Regions from separate parts of the Mus musculus genome. Here region 1 is linked to region 2. Evidence: chromatin contacts called from public promoter capture Hi-C data. All regions are on one chromosome and are shown on one strand. Each heading gives the region's core, a stretch centred on a gene start, on an enhancer-like site or on the middle of the called end of the contact. The rest is flanking DNA. Distances are from core to core; before and after follow the strand shown.

Region 1 (3,121 bases), core at 526-3,025, 1.3 Mb after region 2:
TGGCACACAGCTTTAATCCCTGCACTGGATGGGCAGAGGCAGGCGGATCTCTGTGAGTCTGAGGTCAGTCACATCTACATAGTGAGTTCCAGGACAGCCAGGGCTTTAAAGTGAGACCCCATCTTTGGGGGGGGGGGGGACACGGAAGCTGAGCATGTCTGCGTCTGACTTTGGGGGGAGTTTGTTCTTTCCGTTTACCACATAGGTCCCTGGGATTGAGCTTGGTGTCCCCTTGCCTACAAACCATCATATTTGATGTTGAGTCATGGAGGAGAAGTTGCTAAGCGTTTTGTGTGTACCCCTCCATCTGTAGGGGATTGCTTCAATCTTAAAATAAGTGACTGTAATGAAGTCTTGGGAAGGTGTGACAGAGCTGACAGTAGCCCAGAGAGGTCTTGGAACTTGTGGCAGTTCCTCTCCCTCGGATTCCGACTGCTAGAATTACAGGCTGGTGCCACTCTGCCAGGCTGCAGCAGAGTCACTTAGAGCAGGTCTTTTCCTTTCTTCCATGATGCTGATGAAGCTCAGCACTGCTCTGGATTTGAACTTGGAACATTTTTAAAGTTTCCATGATTGGTCACAACCTCCCAGATGAGTTTGGAAAACAGATTTTTAAAAAGTATTTTTTTTTTTTTGTACATTTTTTTTTTCCAATGTCTGTGTGTCATTGCATGCGGTACCCATGGAGGCCAGAAGAGGGAGTCAGGTTCCATGGAAATAGAGTTACAGGTGCTTATGAGTGCTGGGTACTGAACTCAAGTGTTCTGCAAAAGTGGCCAGTGCTCGGAACCACCTCTCCAGCCAGCTCCCCACTCCCCCGTTTGTGTGTGTGTGTGTGTGTGTTTGTGTGTGTGTGTGTGTGTGAGAGAGAGAGAGAGAGAGAGAGAGAGACAGAGACAGAGAGACAGAGAGACAGAGAGAGAGCGAGAGAGAGAGACAGACAGACACAGAGAGAGAGAGAGAGAGAGAGAGAGAGAGAGAGAGAGAGAGAGGGAGGGAGAGAGGGAGAGAGAGACCTGTAGGCCACTCACTTGTCCCCAGATCTGTTTACTCTTCTGAGGACGGATTTGCCTCTGGTGTCCTGTCCATCTGTACAGCTACAGAGTTTAGGAAGGAAGTTACATGTAACATTGACTTTGAAAATGTAAACACTCGGGCTGGAGAGATGGCTCAGCGGTTAAGAGCACTGATTGTTCTTCCAGAGGTCCTGAGTTCAAATCCCAGCAACCACATGGTGGCTCACAACCACCCATAATGAGACCTGAAGACAGCTACAATGTACTTACATATAATAAATAAATAAATAAAATCTTTAAAAAAAAAAAAAAAAAAAAAAAAAAAAGAAAATGTAAACACTCGCTGTGTCCCTGGACTTAATAAACCCATCTTACAAAGAAACAAAGAAACCTTGTACCAAACAGAGCACACCCCTGTGGAAGCCCTGGATTCCCAGCCCTTGCAACGAAGTCACGGAAAGTTAAATTCCCTGTACTTTGCTTCCACAGCAGATTTTCTTTTTTAAACTTTGTGCTTAGCCTCCCCCACAAACAAAACACCCACAAACTTGCTGGGGTTTACTTCCTCGGCCTCTGCCTCTGCCGGCCTCTGGCTCCGGGGAGGAAAGGCTCTCCTCACCCCCTGTGCCTCACTGCCCCCGCCTCTTTCTGCTTCCTGCTAATTCTGCAGCGCCTGGAGCCTGAGCCGAGGCTCCAGTGAGCATGCTCACAGCAGCCCTCTACCCCCTCCCAAAAGCAGAGGAAGCTGGTTTACATACGAGTCATACCAAGCATAGCCCGCATGTCAGTGCAGTCAGCTTGCAGCGGGCTGTGAGGGAGAGTGCCTTTGTCCTGAGAAATGTGCTTTGTGTTTTTCTTTTTTACTGCTTTCTTTTTAAACCCCCAAGACGGGCTCGAGAAGTCTTCTGAAATGATTTTTTAAAGCCGAATAGAAGACACAATCAGACACCTTCCACAAGCCCTTGACGGGTTTTGTTTGAGTCTGATTTTTGTGTGTGTGTGTGTGTGTGTATGATTTTTAAAAACCTTTTACATACTTTGTTTTGATCTCCTGAGGCTGGGCCTCTGTCTTCCTGAAGTTTTAGGAGAGCCTGGAGCTACTCAGCTAAGACTGAATTTTGAAACTTTCTCTTTGGGGGTGAAAGCAAAGAACTGTTTTTCTTTGCTAGCCGGACAGATAAATGCTGTTTATGAAGATGGACCTGTTGAACTACCAATACTTGGACAAGATGAACAACAATATCGGCGTTCTGTGCTATGAAGGTAGATGTTCTAGAATGTACTCTTTGCTTTTGTGATGGCCACTCCTCCTTTGGAGGGGGGCTTTGACTGGCTTATGAACATTTTCTTGTCTTTCTTGTGATGGTGGAGCGAGTGGAAAGAGAGTTGTGTACCATTTCAGGACAGTTCGCTTTTGCCCGGCAGGAGGGTGGCAGCCGGGGAGGGCTGGAGGAGACACGCTGTTAAAAGTTTACTTGTGATGTACTAGCAAGGTCTGACAAGATCGTTACATTATAAGTGATTTTTCTCTTTTGATTTTGTTGGCATTTTATGCATAAGTAGGAATTTACAGAAGTAAGGAGAAGTTAAACATGTGGGTGCTGGAGTAGAGGGGAGGGGCCTTGGGACTTATTTTTAAACGTATCACCGTGTACAGTGTTCGGTGTGGACCCTTGCTCTGAATTTCATGTGGTAGAGGAACAACAGCAGAAAGCCACAGTAAGTTGTTGTTTTCCTGAGCCATTGTCTCAGGCATCAAGGGGTTTTTTTCCTGTGAGGTTTGTGGGACTGGCAGGGCCTGGTGTCAGGGAGCCCAGGCCGGGCTCTTTGTCTGCCGCCCCATTTCCTGTGCAGAGAGCTGACAGTGAGACAGGCTCCCTCCAACCCCAGTCCCTGGCAATTACACCATAAGCAGCCGGAAGGCTGAAGAAAGTGGAAAATACCCCCACCCCTAGATTTGCCCATCACCTCCCCTTCCCCTGGGCACTCCCTGTAGTAAGTTAAGCTTCTCTGGAGAAAACCCCAATCCCATCTTTTGGAATCTTACCTACGTGCGATTTGAGACCAGGGTAATGGGGCTGAGTTGTGGCACTGGCCGGGCAGGG
Region 2 (3,224 bases), core at 600-3,099:
ACTGTAGTTTGAATCTGCAAATCCCTAGATGAGTAAAATGTTACCTTTTGTTGGTTAATGGCCATTTTTACATCTTGTGAAATACTTACCAAAGCTTTTTGCCTACTGTTTTATTGGGTTGTTTGTCCTATTATTTCGGGCAGAGGAGGTAACTGTGTAGTTTAGCACTTACTTAGCAGGCCAGTTCAATCCTCAGCCCTGAAAGAAAAGGCCTTACATCTCCTAGACTAGACAAGACTTTCATTGGATATACTCTACTTCTGAGTTCATTTATCATCAGTAATTTGCTTTTTTAATTACTCAAATGTTTATAAACAACATGAATTTTGATAAAATTTAACTTATCAAATAATGTCATGGTTCATGACTTTAAAATAAATCTTTGCCTAACTCAGGGATACAAAGACTTTTCTGTATTTTCTTCTTTCTTTTCAGTCTTATCTTTAGGTTTATCACCCATTTTTTAAAATCAGCTTATTATTATTATTTTTTACAATGGCATACATGCTTAGCCTTCATTTTCTGATCATTTTCCTTGGTGGCTTTATTCATGCTGCCCCTTACATGTGCAAGCTCATCCTCACCACCCTCCAATCTGAGTCAACCCTGCCACCTCCTTCTCCTTCACCTTTCCTTTAATTTATCAAAATGTATATCCATTTTACTCCCAATGTTTTTCTCTATGAGCACACTGCGTCCTTGCTTTCACCATCTTGCCAGTTGCTTCCTGAATGACCTCCCTCACCCAGGCCACTTTTCACATGGCTGCATAATAATTTAAAATCAGACATAATAATCAAGTTCCTAGCCCTGCAACCACGGCTGAAGAAAAGCTCAAAGGCTTCCTGAAACTCTCAGAAGTCCCAAACCTTTTTTATCTACCTCTTTTCACGTGCAGTCTAGGTCCTGACTGCAGCACCCTGACCAGTAGCCCCTTAGCTCCCCTTCTGGCCAGGCCGTGTCCTCACCCCAGTGCACTCTTTGCAACTTAAGGATTGTTAAATTGGACTGTAGCTCCATCATCCCCAACTACATTTCGCCCATTTGGTCTCCATCAGCTTTCAAACTTCACGAGCCAATGGACTCTGTTTATTACCGTTTTCCACTCACAGATCCTCCAATACCGGAAGAAGCTTTGCCATCTTAGTGACGGACGACTGAGTTAGAGACATCCCGATAATTAAAGAGATGAGCTACTAGGGGTTTTGTCATTGACCTAAAGCCAGTCCCTAGTTGGAAGGCCCTGGGAGTCAAGGTAGAGAGAATTGTGCGACTCGGAGGAGTGGGTCCCAGAAATTAGCTTTAGCCTGTTTAGCAGGACAGCTGGCCTGAGTTACTGAGGCTCTGAGGGCACCCGAAAAGCAGAGAAAGGGGCTGAGGATACGTGGGGTCCAGAGGTGGAAGAGCCGAGAAGCTGAAGAGCCCACGGTCCGAGGGGTTGAGAGGCTAAAGAACGACAAGCCGAGGAGTCGAAGAGCCGAGATGCTGAAATGCTTCAGCGTCTGAACTGCAGGAACGGTCAGGAAAAACTCTGGCGGAGGATGCCGCACCACCTGCAGCGCCTCCGCTTACTTGACCTGCGCCCGCGTGGGGGGGTGGGCCTGAGGCGTGGCTACACCTCTGGGTCGGGTCACGCCCCCACGGCGTGCGCGGTCCCGCTCGGCACCGCCTTGCGCATGCGCTGTCGGCGGGAGGCGGAGGTTGTGGGCGGCTGTGGCGACGGGGTGCGCGTTCTCGTTCTAGCTGTCGTTCCCTCGCGCTGGTTCGCGCTCGCGCGCCGGGGCCGTGGCAGCGGCGGCGGAGGCGGCGGCGGCAGCGGCTGAGGCGGCGCGGGGGGCGGGCCGGGAGGGGGGGGTGGTCGGGGTGGGGATGGACCGGGCGCGGCGGCGGCAGCTGCAGGAGCCGGCGCTGGAGACCGAGCCGCGGCGCTGGCGGAGACGCCGGCTGTCCGTCGTCTCTCCACCGGTGAGTAGGACTGGCCCAGGCCGTGGGTGGGGACGGGCGATCTCTTTAGCGCGGCCCGTCGCGGTCGCGGGGCCTCCTCGAGGCCTGGCGCGGATCGGACCTCTGGTCGCTCTGGCGGCGCCGAAGCCCCGGGCCTCCGGCCGGACCCCGCGTCTCCGGGCCTTCTGCCTGTCATTGGGACAACCCCCGCCCCCGCCCCCGCTCGGGCACTCTCCCCCGCTCTCCTTTGGGCAGAGCTGAGCGAGGGGCGTGTGAGGACTCGCGCCCAGGCCCAAGGCCTCCTGGCTAGCCGAGGTCTGAGAGTCCTCCCTCGTCCGGCCCTGCGGTACCCATAAGTTGGCCACCGAAAGTCAGCCCTTGCCACCTGAAACCAGTCTTGCACCTTTTGTTTTGATTTTGAACTCGTGGTTTAACTTGGAGGAGGAAACCCGCTGTCCTGCGAAGAATAGGTGAGATGGGAGTCTAGGTGGTTAGGATGCCCTTTATTAACCCTTTTTGTGGAGAGCAGGGGGCCCGCAGTGAGATGCATTTCGCTACAAAACCTGAGATTTCAGCCTCAGCCAAAGTGTGGACGGTGTTGGTCCAGTGATTCAGTGTCTGTCCCACTCCATCCCTGGACAGCGTTGATGGAGGTTCCCCTACTGGATCTGCTGCTGGGGCTTCTGGAGGTAGCCCACTTGAGCTCTTGGAGAATATCTCTCTGTGCTCTGGTGTCACGTTTTACCTTAGTCTTCATAGATCATAACCAATGTCCAGGCTTAGGTTTTATTGGAAAAAAAAAAAAAACGACTACCATGCACCCCTTCTAAAATGGTTGTTGTCATAGCCTGACATAGTTGTCAAAAGATCCATGTGCACATGCGTCCCTGGAATTCCTAAATTGGCTTTTCTTTTAAGGAAAAAAGAAAAATAGAAAGAAAACAAACACAGTAAAAACCCCAAGATTGAAAAAGCAGGTAACAACTTTAGAATATAGCACAAGTTTGATTTGTTCCTCTCCCTGTCCTGTATCTTAAATTTTAGAAATTAAACTAAACCTTTGTCTTTGAGTGTATAGAATTTGCATAAAGAAATTGTCACAAAGCTTGGAGGAAAACCTTAATAGAAATGGTAAGATATAAAATCCTCCAGGACCTGGGGTCTTACCCCCCAACTTTCATTTACAGATTGAGACTGAAATTGTGAGTGGGTGGTAGTTTTATCAGTGTCTCGTAACAGAGATACTTAGAGGTGGGATTTTAGATCAACAGTACCTTGCC

Evidence for each region. Promoter capture Hi-C pulls out the DNA fragments that hold promoters and counts their contacts.
Region 1: a promoter capture Hi-C map of pre-B cells shows a contact between it and region 2, with 2.8 times the contacts expected there. The contact joins the promoter of Vgll4 here to the promoter of Tmcc1 in region 2.

What each region holds. Positions count from the first base shown.
Region 1 is chr6:114,920,475-114,923,595 of GRCm38.p6, reverse strand. Vgll4 (vestigial like family member 4) reads left to right here and starts at 1,775. Exons shown (of 5, transcript NM_177683.3): 1 at 1,775-2,279. The coding sequence starts at 2,198.
Region 2 is chr6:116,191,999-116,195,222 of GRCm38.p6, reverse strand. It overlaps Tmcc1 (transmembrane and coiled coil domains 1), which reads left to right and starts at 1,849. Exons shown (of 6, transcript NM_177412.1): 1 at 1,849-1,965.